Regions from separate parts of the Macaca mulatta genome. Here region 1 is linked to region 2. A link is a contact called in public Hi-C data. All regions are on one chromosome and are shown on one strand. The core of a region is the stretch at or near the end of the contact, and the rest is flanking DNA. Distances in the headings are between cores, read along the strand shown. Region 1 has its middle 140 kb from the start of SOWAHC. Region 2 holds the start of SOWAHC (sosondowah ankyrin repeat domain family member C).

Region 1 (6,554 bases), core at 1,519-4,018, 140 kb before region 2:
GTAGGAGTAAATTTAACCAAGGAGGTAAAAGACCTCTACAATGAAAACAATAAAAGACTGATGAAAAGAATTGAAGAGGACCTAAAAATGTAAAGACATGCAATGTTCATTGGTTGGGAGAATTAATATTGTTAAAATGACCACACTATTCCAAATGATCTACAGACTAATTGCAATCCCTATCAAAATATCAATTATATTCTTTGCAAAAATTAAAAAAAAAAATCCTAAAATTCATATGGAACCACAAAAGACTCTGACTAGCCAAAGCAAACCTGAGAAAAAGAACAAAGCTGGAGTCATCACACTACCTGACCTCAAAATATACCATAAAATTGTAACCAGAAAAGCACAGTACTGACATAAAAGCAGATACACAGACTACTGAAACAGAATAGAGAAACCAGAAATAAATACACGTATCTACAGCCAACTGATTTTCAACCAAGACATCATGAATATACATTGGCAAAAGGACAGCCTCTTCAATAAATGGTACTGAGAAGGCCAGGCATGGTGGCTCACGCCTGTAATCCCAGCACTTTGGGAGGCCGAGGCAGGTGGATCACCTGAGGTCGGGAGTTCGAGACCAGCCTGACAAACAGGGAGAGACCCTGTCTCTACTAAAAATACAAAATTAGCCGGGTGTGGTGGTGCATGCCTGTAGTCCCAGCTACTCAGGAGGCTGAGGCAGGAGAATGGCTTGAACCCAGGAGGCAGAGGTTGCGGTGAGCTGAGATTGCACCGTTGCACTACAGCTTGGGCAACAAGAGCAAAACTCCATCTCAAAATAAATAAATAAACAATAAATAAATTGTACTGAGAAAACTGGATATCCATATGCAGAAGAATAAAACTAGACTCCTATCTCTCACCATATACAAAAATAAAATGGATTACAGACTTAAATGCAAGATCCAAAACTACAAAACTACTAGAAGAAAGCCTAAGGAAAATGCTTAGGTCATTGAGCTGGACAAAGATTTCATGAATGAGACCACAAAAGCACAGGCAACAAAACAAAAATAGACAAATGGGATTATATCACACCAAAAAGCCTCTGCACAGCAAAGGAAACAATCAACAGAGTCAAGAGTCAACTTGCAGAATGGGAGGGACTATTTACAAACTACTCATTTGACAAGGGATTAATGTCCAGAATAAACAAAGAACTCAAACAACAGCAAATAAAACACAACAAATAACCCATTTTTTTTTTAATGGGCAAAAGATCTAAGTAGACATTTCTCAAAAGATCTACAAATGGCCAACAAGTATAAGAAAAAATGCTTAATATCACTAACCATCAGGGAAATGCAAATCTAAACTGCAATGAGATTTCATTTCACCCCAATCAGAATAGCTATTACCAAAAAGGCAAAAAATAACAAATACTGGAGAGGATGCAGATTGAAGGGAATGTTTTTACACTGTTGGTGGATATGTAAATTAGTACAGCCACTGTGGAACACAGTATGGAGGTCCCTCAAAAAACTAAAAATTAAGCTACCATATGATCTAGCAATCCCATCACTGGATATACATCCAAAGGAGAGAAAATCAGTATGTTAAAGAGATATCTGGCTTTCTGCCTCTGCTGATGCCATGATGCCTGTGAGAAAGCTTGTGGTGAACGGGGGCAAAAAAAAAAAAAAAAAAAAAAAAAAAAAGCAGGTTCTGAAGTTCACTCTTGGTTGCACCCACCCCGTAGAAGATGGAATCGTGGATGCTGCCAATTTTGAGCAGTTTTTGCAAGGAAGGATCAAAGTGAACTGAAAAGCTGGGAACCTTGGTGGAGGGGTGGTGACCGTCGAAACAAGAGCAAGATCACCGTGATATCCGAGGTGCCTTTTTCCAAAAGATATTTGAAATATCTCACCAAAACATATTTGAAGAAGAATAATCTTCATGATTGGTTGTGCACAGTTGCTAACAGCAAAAAGAGTTACAAATTACGTTGCTTCCAAATTAACCAGGACGAAGAAGAGGAGAAAGACGAGGATTGAATTTCATTTATCTGGAATATTTTGTGTGAGTTCTTGAATAAAACTTGGGAACCAAAATGGTGGTTTATCCTTGTATCTCTGCAGTGTTGACTGAACAGAAAATTGGAAATCATAGTCAAAGGGCTTCCTTGGGCCACCACTCGCTTATTTGTAACATGACTTCTTTTTTTTCTGCTTGAAAATTTCAATTCTTGTGGTAATACTAGAGTAGAAGGAGAGGGTGACTTGACGGAACTGATAGCCATTGGGCAGGCAGATGAAGGTGTGGAGGTGTGGGCTGAAGGGAGTGACCGTTTTATTTTTAAAAATATAACTGTCAATCGTTTCTGTTGCTTTTCCCAAAGAATGATTCAGGGATACAAGCGGGCTCCTCTCATTCATTAAAAGAAAACGTGACATCTTTCTAAGATTCTCTGTCTGGGAAAATGACAGTGTCAATAAAACGCGGGTTTCTGGGTCATTCGTCTTGCTTTGATTTTTTAGTACAAATTTCTCTTGACGCACACAATTACGTCTACTAATCTTCTTCCTAGAGAGAGAAACAGTGCTCCTTCAGCGTTGCTGCGTAGTCTGTCACTCTCCATAAAGGGGTTTGGGGAATCGATTGTAAAAGTCCCAGGTTCTCAATTAACTAAATGTGTACAAAAATGAATGTGTAAGCTGTTTCTGCAAGTCTTTGCAACAATTTGTCACTTTGGTCTCCAGCAGAGGGCGCTAGAGGACTAGTGCTTCCAGATGTGGCCTCTTGTGTGGGGCCTGAAGAAGTGGCTGGGAAGCCTCCCCCGCCAAGGAGTTGGGAGGTGCCTGGGAAACAGCTGACTCATGCAACTTAGGCCATGACTGCATTTAATGTCAGAAGTTACTCTGCAAACAGTGGTGTGCTGCAGTGCGTGCAGAGGCTAGAGAACCGCAGAAGGGGGCTACCAAGGCTGGGAAAAAAAGATGCAATTGCTGCCGTGAGTGACTTTGAAAGACCCCGATGCCTTGTGGTGCCCTTCTGAAATTCGAACAATAATGCAGAAGTGTGTGTTTAAGAATTTACAGTGTATGAAATTCATGTTTTTAAAAGAACTTGCCTACAGATGGTTTCCACACCTGAAATTGTGCTCTGCGAGTGGCATAGCTGGAAATTCAATGTTTAATCCTACCTTGGCTCCAATTCAACATTTGGTGCTCTGTGGACTGAGTTGAACATGTTAAGGCTTTGCAATTTCACTTGTGTTAAAGGTTCTAGCATTTTCCATTTCTATGCAAATTTCTTTGAAGCAGAATTGCTTGCATATTTTTTCTCTGCCTTCACCGAAGGCAGAGTTTCTTTCAAACTTCACTGAGGCATCAGTTGCTCTTGGGCAATGTCCCTTATCGTGATTATTAACTATAAGTTCGTAGCTTGAGTTCACAAATTTTACTTGTTTGTTGCATTGATTTTTCCATGTAGTAAGTAATTTTTAGTTTGATTGTGAAAAACCCCTGGGCTGAAGTTAGCATTTAAGTTTAAAAAAAAATTTTTTTAAACTAGTCCCAGATTTAAATACTAGTAATAAAATTGAAATTCACTGGTTTTTCTCTGCCTTTTTGAACTCTTGTAATCAAGTTTTGATCACATTTTCTATTAAAGTGGCTAACACATGGTTACTAAAAAAGAAAAAGAGGGAGAGAGAGATCTGCATTCCTGTGTTTATTGCCGCACTATGCATAACGGCCAAGATATGATATCAACCTAAGTGCTCACCAACACATTAATGGATAAATAAAATGTGGTCTATAACCAAAATAGAATACTATTCAGCCATAAAAAATAAAATTCTGTCATTTACAGCAACATGAATGAACCTAGAGGATTTTATGTTAACTGAAATAAGGCAGGCACAGAAAGATAAATACCACATGTTCTCACTTATATGTGGAAGATTTAAAAATTGAGCTCATAGAAGAGTACAATAGTGGTTATTAAAGGCTAGGAAAGGCAGGGAGGTGGGAAGAATAGGGGGAGTTAGTTAATGGACAAAAATATAATAGCTGGATAGGAGGAAAATGTTCTAATGCTCTATAACATTGTAGGGTGACTATAGTCAACAATAATTTATTGCATATTTTTAATAGCTAGAACAGAAGATTTTGCATGTTCCTACAACAAAGGAATCATAAATGTTTGAGGTGATGGATATGATTATTACCCTGATTTGAGCATCACACTTTGTATACATGTATCGAAATATCACACAATACCCCATAAACATGTGCAATTATTATGTGTCAATTAAAAATAAAAAAGAAAGAAAGAATCCATTGACCATATATATGAGACCTTTTTCTGACTCTCTATTCTATTTCATTGGATATGCCTGTCCTTATGCCAGTGCTGTTCTGTTTTAATTAATGTAGCTTTGAAGTAAGTTTTGAAATCAGAAAGTGTGAGTCTTCCAACCCTATTCTTCCTTATAAATATTGTTTTGGCAATTCAGGGTCACTTTCAATTCTACGTAAATTTGAGGATCAGCTTCCCCATTTGTGGGGGGAAAAAAGTCTGTGGAATTTTAGAAGATATTTTATTGAATTTGCTGATTACTTTCAGTAGTATTGACATCTTAACAGTGGTAAATCTTCCTATCCACGAACACAGAATATATTTTCAATTACTTTGATCTTTTAAATTTTTTTGTAGTTTTTATCTTTTATAGTTTTCAGAGTATCAATCTTTGACCTCTTCAGTTAGATTTATCTCTAAGTATTTAACTATTTCACATGCTATTGTAAATGGAATTTCTTAATTTCCTTCTGGTGTATAGAAAACAATTTGTTTTTGTGTGTTCATTTTGTACACTGCCACTTTGCTGAATTCATTTATTAGCTCTGAGCTTTCTTGTGGATTCTCTGGGGTTTTGTATACAAAGGATTATGTCATCTATAAATAGAAATAGTTTCACCTATTCCTTTACATTTGGATGACTTTTTTTTTTGAGATGGAGTCTCACTCTGTCACCCTGGCTGGAGTGCAATGGCACGATCTCAGCTTACTGGAAACTCCACCTCCCAGATTCAAGCAATTCTCCCGCCTCAGCCTCCTGAGTAGCTGGGATTACAGGCACCTGACATCATGCCAGGCTAATTTTTGCATTTTTTGTGGAGACAGAGTTTCGCCATATTGGTCAGGCTAGTCTTGAACTCCCGACCTCAGGTGATCCACCCACCTCGGCCTCCCAAAGTGCTGGGATTACCGGCATGAGACACCGCGCCCAGCTGACATTTTCTTTTTTTTTTTTTAAGTCAGGATCTGGCTCTATTGTCCAGGCTGGAGTGCAGTGGTGCTGTCTTGGCTCACTGCAACCTTGGTCTCTCGGGTTCAAGCAATCCTCCCACCTCAGCCTCCTGGGTAACTGGGACTACAGGTTCATGCCACCATGCTCAGTTTTGTTTTTTATTTTGTGTGTGTGTGTGTATTTTTTGTAGAGACAAGGCGTCACTATGTTGCTCAGGCTGGTCTCAAACTCCTGAGTTCAAAGGATTCACCCACCTTGGCCTCCCAAAGCGCTGGGATCACAGGCGGGAGCCACCACACCTTTTCTTGTCTGGCTAGAACTTTCAATTCAGTGTCAAATAGCAGTGGGAATCTTTTTGTTGTCCCCTGTCGTAAGGGGAACTCATTCAGTTTTTTTACCATTGAATATAATGTTAGCTGTAAGTTTTCCAGAAACACACTCTATCATGTTGAGAAATTTTTCCTCTGTTCCTAATTTGCTGAGAGTATTTATTATGAAAGGGTGTTATTTCCTCAAATGCTTTTTCCATGTCAATTGATATGATAATGTGATTTTTTTCTTTTGTTCAAATAATGTGATGTATTATGTTGATTGATTTTCTTCTGTTGAAACATCTTTGCATTCCATGGTAAAATTACATTCAATTGTGAATAATCCTTATAGTAGCTGATGGAGTCAGCTTTTGTTTGTTTGTTTGTTTCTCATTTGACCTAGATGGCCTACGAAACCTAGAGAAGGATCATGGCTTGTGATTTCTCTCCGGAGACAGCCATCTCTCTCTTCTCCTAACTCTAGAAAAGGACCTGCTCCTGCAGCGAGAGAGGCTTCTCCTTGGAGATCTGCGACGAGGTGGAGGACTCCTCCTGCGATAATCATCTTGAGGGCGACGACCCCGAGAGGGAGGTGGGCCACGATTTCTACTTCTTTTTTCACCATTCGACAGTTCCACTCCTACACAGCGACCATATGGTGTTCTTCCATCTAGCTCTCGGATCGCATCAGCTGCACCTCGGGGATCTTCAAATTCAACAAAAGCAAAGCCCGGAGGATTTCTAGCAACCCACACACTTCAGAGTGGTCTATGGTAGCCGAAAGCCCGTTCCAATTCAGTCTTGTTGCCATTGTTTCCAAGATTGCCTGCATAAACCTACATAACCAAGGCGGGCAGATCATGAGGCCAGGAGTTCAAGACCAGCCTGGCCAACATGACGAAACCCCATTCTCTAATAAAAACATAAAAATTAGCCAGGTGCAGTGGCACGTGCCTATAGTTCCAGCTACTTGGGAG
Region 2 (6,537 bases), core at 1,746-4,245:
TTCCCTTTTATAAAGTGCCATTTTAACTGGGTAGATTTACTACCCAGATTTTCAGTAACTACAGGATAGGTATCTAATTGTCAAGAAAAGGTTGGAAAATTAAGTTTAGCATTTTAAACATTTATAAAACATTGCTACAAGTCATAGAGACTACCAATGTAGTAAAATAAAAAGTGTACCTTACGTGAGGATCATTACGTTGGTTTAATAATTACTTCACAGAAACATGGGCTCATGAGCCAATTTGTGCTAATTATTTAAACCAGAAACAGTTTCTGTAGGTAATTCAGCTCTAAGCACCATTAAACAGGGTTATGCCAAGTAGAACAATGGTTATATGATCCTCAGAATAAACACCCCAGCAAATGCAAACTTTTAGAATAGTAACACAAGTTAGTGAGAATCCAAAGGAGAGGCAACATTTTATTTAAAACTATCATAGGCTGCTAAGTGCCCTCTTTAAATAAAATTTTGTGTAGTTATTAATGTACCTTAACACTGGTGTACCTTAATAGTGGTGTTAGAGATAGCTGGAAACCATACTACAGAAGTGAATGTTGCCTGTTTCTTTTGTTCAGTGATTAAAACTGAAATTGCTTTTACAAAAATAATTTAACTGCTACTTACAATACACATAAAATACCAAGAGGATTCCCATTTATTCACATTATTACCTAATTAGTATTTTTGCATTTCAACTTTGATCTGACCTTCAGTAGTACCTTAAAATGCAAATGCAATTAGTAAAAAATGGGGCAGCCTGTCGTTTTCACACTCAGAAATACTACCAGTTTCATTACAATTTGCATTTTTTTGTTGCTCTTGAAAGAGTAACCCCTTATAAAATCAGATACATAAAAAGTGCACTCACTATTCCTTACTTTGCAGACATCCAGGAATGGTTAAAGCAAAGGAACTCTCATTCATTCATTCTGTTCCCCCAATTTAGATACATTTCTAGTCTCCAGAAATGGGCTCCAGGGCAGGGAAGTGGAGGGCAGAAAAGAGGCACAGGTCAAGGTATGATGAATCTCTTAAAAAGAAATCCACTTTCCCCAGAAGGCTAACCTGAAGGGAACTCCGCCCCATCCATTCCAGTCCCTCAAGTAAGAATGCATAATTTAGCTTGTCCTTCTGGTCTCATTTCCTTACAACACCTAGTATTCAATTTCCTAAGACAAATAACCCTTAGCATTTTCTAAAAGAAATAATTTTTACCCAAATACATTGGACTTTGGTCTCAATCTGAAGGAAGACGAGTGGCCTTTAACAGACCGTTCCTCCTCCACTTCCTCCTCCCCGCCACCCTCCAGTGGCTGTTCTGGGTCCCTGAAAGAGGGTGTGGTGTGGACAATCTGGGTTCTGAAGCGGATTTTGTTGAGTCTGGGTTTTATACGTCCACTAGAGCTGCCAGAGGCTTTGCGCCCTGGATCCTTGGCTTTGCCTCCGACCCACCCCTCAGCCAAGTGGTGATGTTGGTGATGGTGATGGTAGTGATGGTCTCCTCCATCATCTAGGACGTGTGAGAGTTTGTAGGTGATGAGATGCGAGGGAAGCACCTTTGAAAGCCTCCAGCGCCCACCGCTGCTACCCGCGGCGCTTTCCCCGTCACCCTCGTCCAGGGCTCCCACCAGGTTCTTGATCTCCTCAGCGATGCTCTGACTCAGGTACTGGGAGGCCTTTTTCCCACTGTAGTCCCTGATGTCCACATCGGCGTCGTAGGCCCCTACCAGCAGCTTCACGACCTCCACGTGCCCGTGCATGGCCGCCAAGTGCAGGGCGGTGTAACCCCCGCTCGTCCTGGCGTTGATGTTCACCGGCAGCTGGTGTTTGTTGGCGAAGTTGACTAGCATGGCCAGAAGCTCCTGCCTTCCGTGCTTGGCGGCCCAATGCAGGCAAGTGAAGCCGGTAATGAAGTCCCGCTTGACCAGCAGGCCGGGCTCGCAGGTGAGCAAGCCCTCCAGGCTGTCCCACTTGCCATCGGAGGCAGAGAGCATCCAGGCGTGCTCCAGGGGATCTAACGTCACGGAGCCTCCGCCGCTGCTCTCCTCCTCCGCGGACGACGAGGCCACCGATGCGCTGTCTGAGTCGCCACCGCCTCTGCCGCGTCCTCCCCCGGAGGAGCTGCCCGGGCTGCTGCCTCCGGGACACACGCTCCTCTTCAGCTGCGGGGAACTGCCCATCACCAGGTCGCGGAAGTTCTGGCGGGCCGGCCTCTGTGCGGTGGCCCCCCCAAGGGAGCTGCTCCTGTCCGCCTCCTCGCAGCCATGGGGCGGGGGTTCCAGGTCCTCACTGGGTCCCGGGGCCGGAGTCCGGGGCAGGGGCTGCACTTCGCGCCGCGAGTTCTTCCTGCGAGCCCCGGCGCTCAGGGGCGGCCCGTGAGCGGCAACGTAGGGCTCTCCCTCGCCCAGCTCGCGGCCCTGTCCAGGGAGCGCCTCCGGGGCCGCTGCGTCGGGGAGCCGATCGCGCACCTCGGGCCCGGCCGGGCAGTCGGGGGCCTCGGGCTCGGCGGTCACCTGGATTCGCGGCGGGTCCCCGGAGGGCTCGGACGGCCCCTCACAGAACCTCTTCTTGAGGTGCACGTACTTGGCGCCGTCGGCGGGATCGACGCGCACCGTGGCCACGGCGTTCACCAGCTCCTTGAAGTGCGCGCGGGCGCGGGCGCGCTGCTCGGGTTCGCCGCCCAGTGCGCCCCTAAAGTGCTGCACCAGCTCGGCATGGAGGGCCCGGCCCCCGCGCTCCGCCAGGAAGCGCAGCACCGCCTCGGGGCCCAGCACTGCCTCGGGGCCCCACTCTGCCGACCCCTCCATCCTAGACCGCGCTGCTCCCCCGCCAGCGGGCGGCTCAGCGCGGTCCCATCGCGGCGGGCTCCCAGCGGCCGTCTCCCGACGACGGCGGAGTCTGGCGGGCTCAGCGGGCTGCCAGCCTAGGCGTCACAGGCCGGAGAACTCGGCCACCGCCTCACTGGGCCGCGCCCGGGGGGACACGCCCCCCGCATCCCCGCCCCGCGCCCACGACAACAGGCCACGCCCACTTCCGCTCCCCGCTGTATCAGCCACACCCACCTAGGGCGGCCTTGCCTCAGGGCCCGCCCACTTCCGGCCTCGCGTGGGCCGCAATCACTGTTCCGCAGTTCCCGCCTGCATTCTTCGCGCCCTCTTCCTGGAGTCCCGGCTCTCCTTCAGCCCGCCCCAACACTGACACTCAGTCCTCAGTCGTCGAGGGCAGCTCCCGCGAGGGGCTCGTTTGGCGAACTCAAAACGCTCAGCGCGCACCACAGGGCGTCCGCCCCGACCCCGCCCCCCGTCCACCGTCCCCGGAGGCCTCCAGCTCGGCCCCGCCCCTGTCCCTTCCCTGTGGCGGAGCCGCTTCGCCTCGCGCCCCGCCCGTTACTGCAGCGCTCCCGCCTTCCCGCCGCCGTTGTCGGGACCAGCCGCTCGGGGCCGGGCTGATACAGCCGCTTCACCGCGCCCCTCCCCGCGACCATGGCCTCCTCCGAGGTGGCGCGGCACCTGGTGAGTCCCGCCGACGCCGGGGCCCCAGCCCCGAGCTCCTCGGCCCCCGCGGGACTTCCCGGACCGCGACCCCGGCCCGCTGGCCCCCTGGTCCGGCCCGGGATTGTGACCCGCGCCCCCTCGGGCCCCGCCCGCCCAGTCCTTCCCGGCTTCCGCGGCGGCCGGGCGCCTGGGGCGGGACAGGAGCCTGGGCGCGGCCGGACCCCGGCTCGCGGGGCACGGGGCGCGGTGCCAGCGTCGGGACGGTGGGGGAGTTCTTCTTGAACGACTTCCCGGTCTTTGCCAAAAGTTAAACCCACAGCGGTGATTGTGGGTCTCTCATGGCTGTAACGGTGTTGAGGGCGGTGTGCGGACTGGTTGAATAGCGGTCATCTTTCACAGCCGTGAGCACTTCCCAGCCTCCCTGCCCCCGGGAGAAAGCCCGGCTTCCCTGGCTTTTCAAAAGCTTTCGCGTTTTACCCAATGGTGTGGTCGTCCAAGTTTTCCTCCGAACCGTTTTTTTTCCCGCCTTGACTCTTTTGTACTCTAAAAGAACGCGTTTGTTCATTGTTTTGAACCTTTCCAGTTACTTTTGTATATTTATTTCGCTTGCTAGTAAGCCAGCGGTTTTCAAAGTGTCGTTACAACTATTTTCATAATAGTACCAAGGACCTGTACATCGAGTTTTCCAAAGGCTACATGATATGGAATGATACCACCGTTTGGAGGGCCGATGTCTGTGTATTCTTTTTTTTTTTGAGACGGAGTCTCGCTCTGTCGCCCAGGCTGGAGTGCAGTGGCTGGATCTCAGCTCACTGCAAGCTCCGGTCTGTGTATTCTTAAAAACAAATTCTCCCTTTTAATTTCTGATAGTAAACATTAGTGGTTTTAATCTATGTAAACAAAAGCTCTTTGGAGGCTGGAGACCAAAAAGTTTGAGAACTACTCTCCTAAGCAGCCTCCTACATGAGAAGTTTAAATTGTAGAAAGAGTTCAGATTGTAGGCTGAGAGATTAGAGGATCCGTCCAAAGTGACACCGTTGGTTTGTTTTATAGAACCTGGACAAAGATTTTTCTCCCCGATTCAGCCCAGGTCTCTTTTCATTCTATCGCGTATTTTTAAAAATCTCAAATTTTCTGTTTGGACCCCCCTTGTCTCAGTTGCTGTGTTTGTGCGCATGTGTGAGTGAGGGAGAATTGAGGGGTCCTGGTGAGGAAAATGTGTTTTATAAACTCTTTGATTCGTAGAGTACGTATCCAGACACGCTTGAGCAGAAGGGAGCACTTCATTTAGCTGATGTTAGATTTCTTTTTAATTGTACTTAATTTGCTTTGAGACTAACTTATTTTCGAATTAAACTTTATTTTGCATTAATTGTAGATTCGTATGCAGTTGTAAGAAATAATGCAGTATAGAGAGAACCCTTTACCCAGCTTTCCACAGTAATATCTGGCAAACCCATAGTATGATATCACAACCAAGATATTGTCATTGATTGCTACGGTGAAGATAAAGGATGTTCCCAGGACCAGGAGGATCCCATAGTGCCTTTTTATAACCACACTCACTTCTTTCCTGCCCTGCCTCCTCCTTAACCCCAGACAATCAGTGTGATTCGTTTTTGTTCCTATAGTTTTGTCATTCCAAGACTTATATAATGGAATCACCCAGTTAGTAACCTTTTGAGGTTGGATTTTTTTTACTCAGCAAAGTTCTGGAGATTCATCCAGGTTGTTGCATGTGTCTGTAGTTTGCTGACGTCGTATTCCATGGTATGATTGTGCCACAGTTTGAAGGACATCTAGGTTGTTTTCAGTTTTTGGCTCTTGGGAATAAAGCTGCTATAAACATTCATGTACAGTAACTCATAATGTAAGCATAAGTCTTCAGTTCTCTGGGATAGATGCCCAGGAATACAATTGTTGGGTCATATGGTAATTGCATGCTTAGTTTTATAAGGAACTGCCAAACTTTCTCAGAATGGCTGTATTATTTTCCATCCCCACCAGAAGAGTAGGAGAGGTCCAGTTTCTGCACATCCTCACCAGCATTTGGTGTTGTCCCTATTTTTAATTTAGCCATTCTTATAGGTGTATGGTGACACCTCATGGTGATTTTAACTTGCATTTCTCACATTGTCACCCAGGCTAGAGTGCTGTGGTGCCAACATGGCTCACTTCAACCTCAGCCTCGACCTCCTGGGCTCAAGCGATCCTCCTGCCTCAGCCACCCCAAGTAGCTAGGACTATAGGTGTGCACCACCACACCCGGCTAATTTTTGTATTTTTTGTAGAGGCAGGGGTGTGACCATGTTGCCCTGGCTGGTCTCAAACTCCTGGGCTCAAGTGATTGTCCCATCTCAGCCTCCCAACATGTTGCCTATTTTCTAGTTAGATTTTTTTTTTTCTGTTGGGTTTAAAGTTTTTCAGGCATACTAAATTCCAGTCCTTTCTCAGATATGTCATCTGCAAATGTTTTCTCTCAGTCTGTAGTTTATCTTTTCATCTTCTAATAGGGTATTTTGCAAAGCAAAATTTTTAAATGTTGTTGAAATTTGTCATTTTTTCCTTTTATGGACTGTGCTTTTGGTGTCAAGTTTAAGAACTCTTTGCCTAACCTTAGATCCCAAAGATTTTCTCGTATTTTTTTCCTAAAAGTTTTATAGTTTATATTTCATATTTATGTTATGACCCATTTTGAGTTAATTTTTCTGTTAGGTGTCAGACTTAAGTTGAGGGCCATTTTTTGGCCTATGGATGTCCAGTTGCTCCAGCACCGTTTGTTGAATAGACTCGCTTTCAATTACTGAATTGTTGATGCACTTTTGTCAAAAGTGAGTTGAGCATATTTGTGTGGGTCTATTTCAGTCTGTTTCTGGGTTCTCCATTAGCACACAGTCTTGATTCCTGTAGCTGTGTACATCTGAAATAAGGTAGACTGATTTCTCCCACTTGATTCCCCTCTCCCCCAGATTTTTAGGTACTCTAGTTCTGTGCCTTTTTGTGTAAGTTTTAGAATCATCTTATCTATATTTACAAATAA

What was found. A called contact is a pair of places that touch in the nucleus more often than the background predicts.
Region 1: a contact with region 2 is called in a Hi-C map of fetal cortex germinal zone, with 2.0 times the contacts expected there. The contact joins the enhancer-like site here to the promoter of SOWAHC in region 2. A contact is called at or near these places in 2 of 14 Hi-C or Micro-C datasets (fetal cortex germinal zone and liver).

What each region holds. Positions count from the first base shown.
Region 1 is chr13:20,344,280-20,350,833 of T2T-MMU8v2.0, reverse strand. It overlaps the pseudogene LOC106993128 and the pseudogene LOC697036. Among named protein-coding and RNA genes, the nearest start is that of SOWAHC, 140 kb to the right of the region's middle. Within about 2 kb of position 2,768, at least 9 of the 40 cell types and tissues checked have an H3K27ac peak or open chromatin away from gene starts, as enhancers often do. A contact at or near this core is called in fetal cortex germinal zone, where this site is marked.
Region 2 is chr13:20,201,282-20,207,818 of T2T-MMU8v2.0, reverse strand. It overlaps SOWAHC (sosondowah ankyrin repeat domain family member C), which reads right to left and starts at 2,995. Exons shown (of 1, transcript XM_015113115.3): 1 at 1-2,995. The coding sequence starts at 2,810. The coding sequence ends at 1,215. SEPTIN10 (septin 10) reads left to right here and starts at 3,145. Exons shown (of 12, transcript XM_077960249.1): 1 at 3,145-3,515.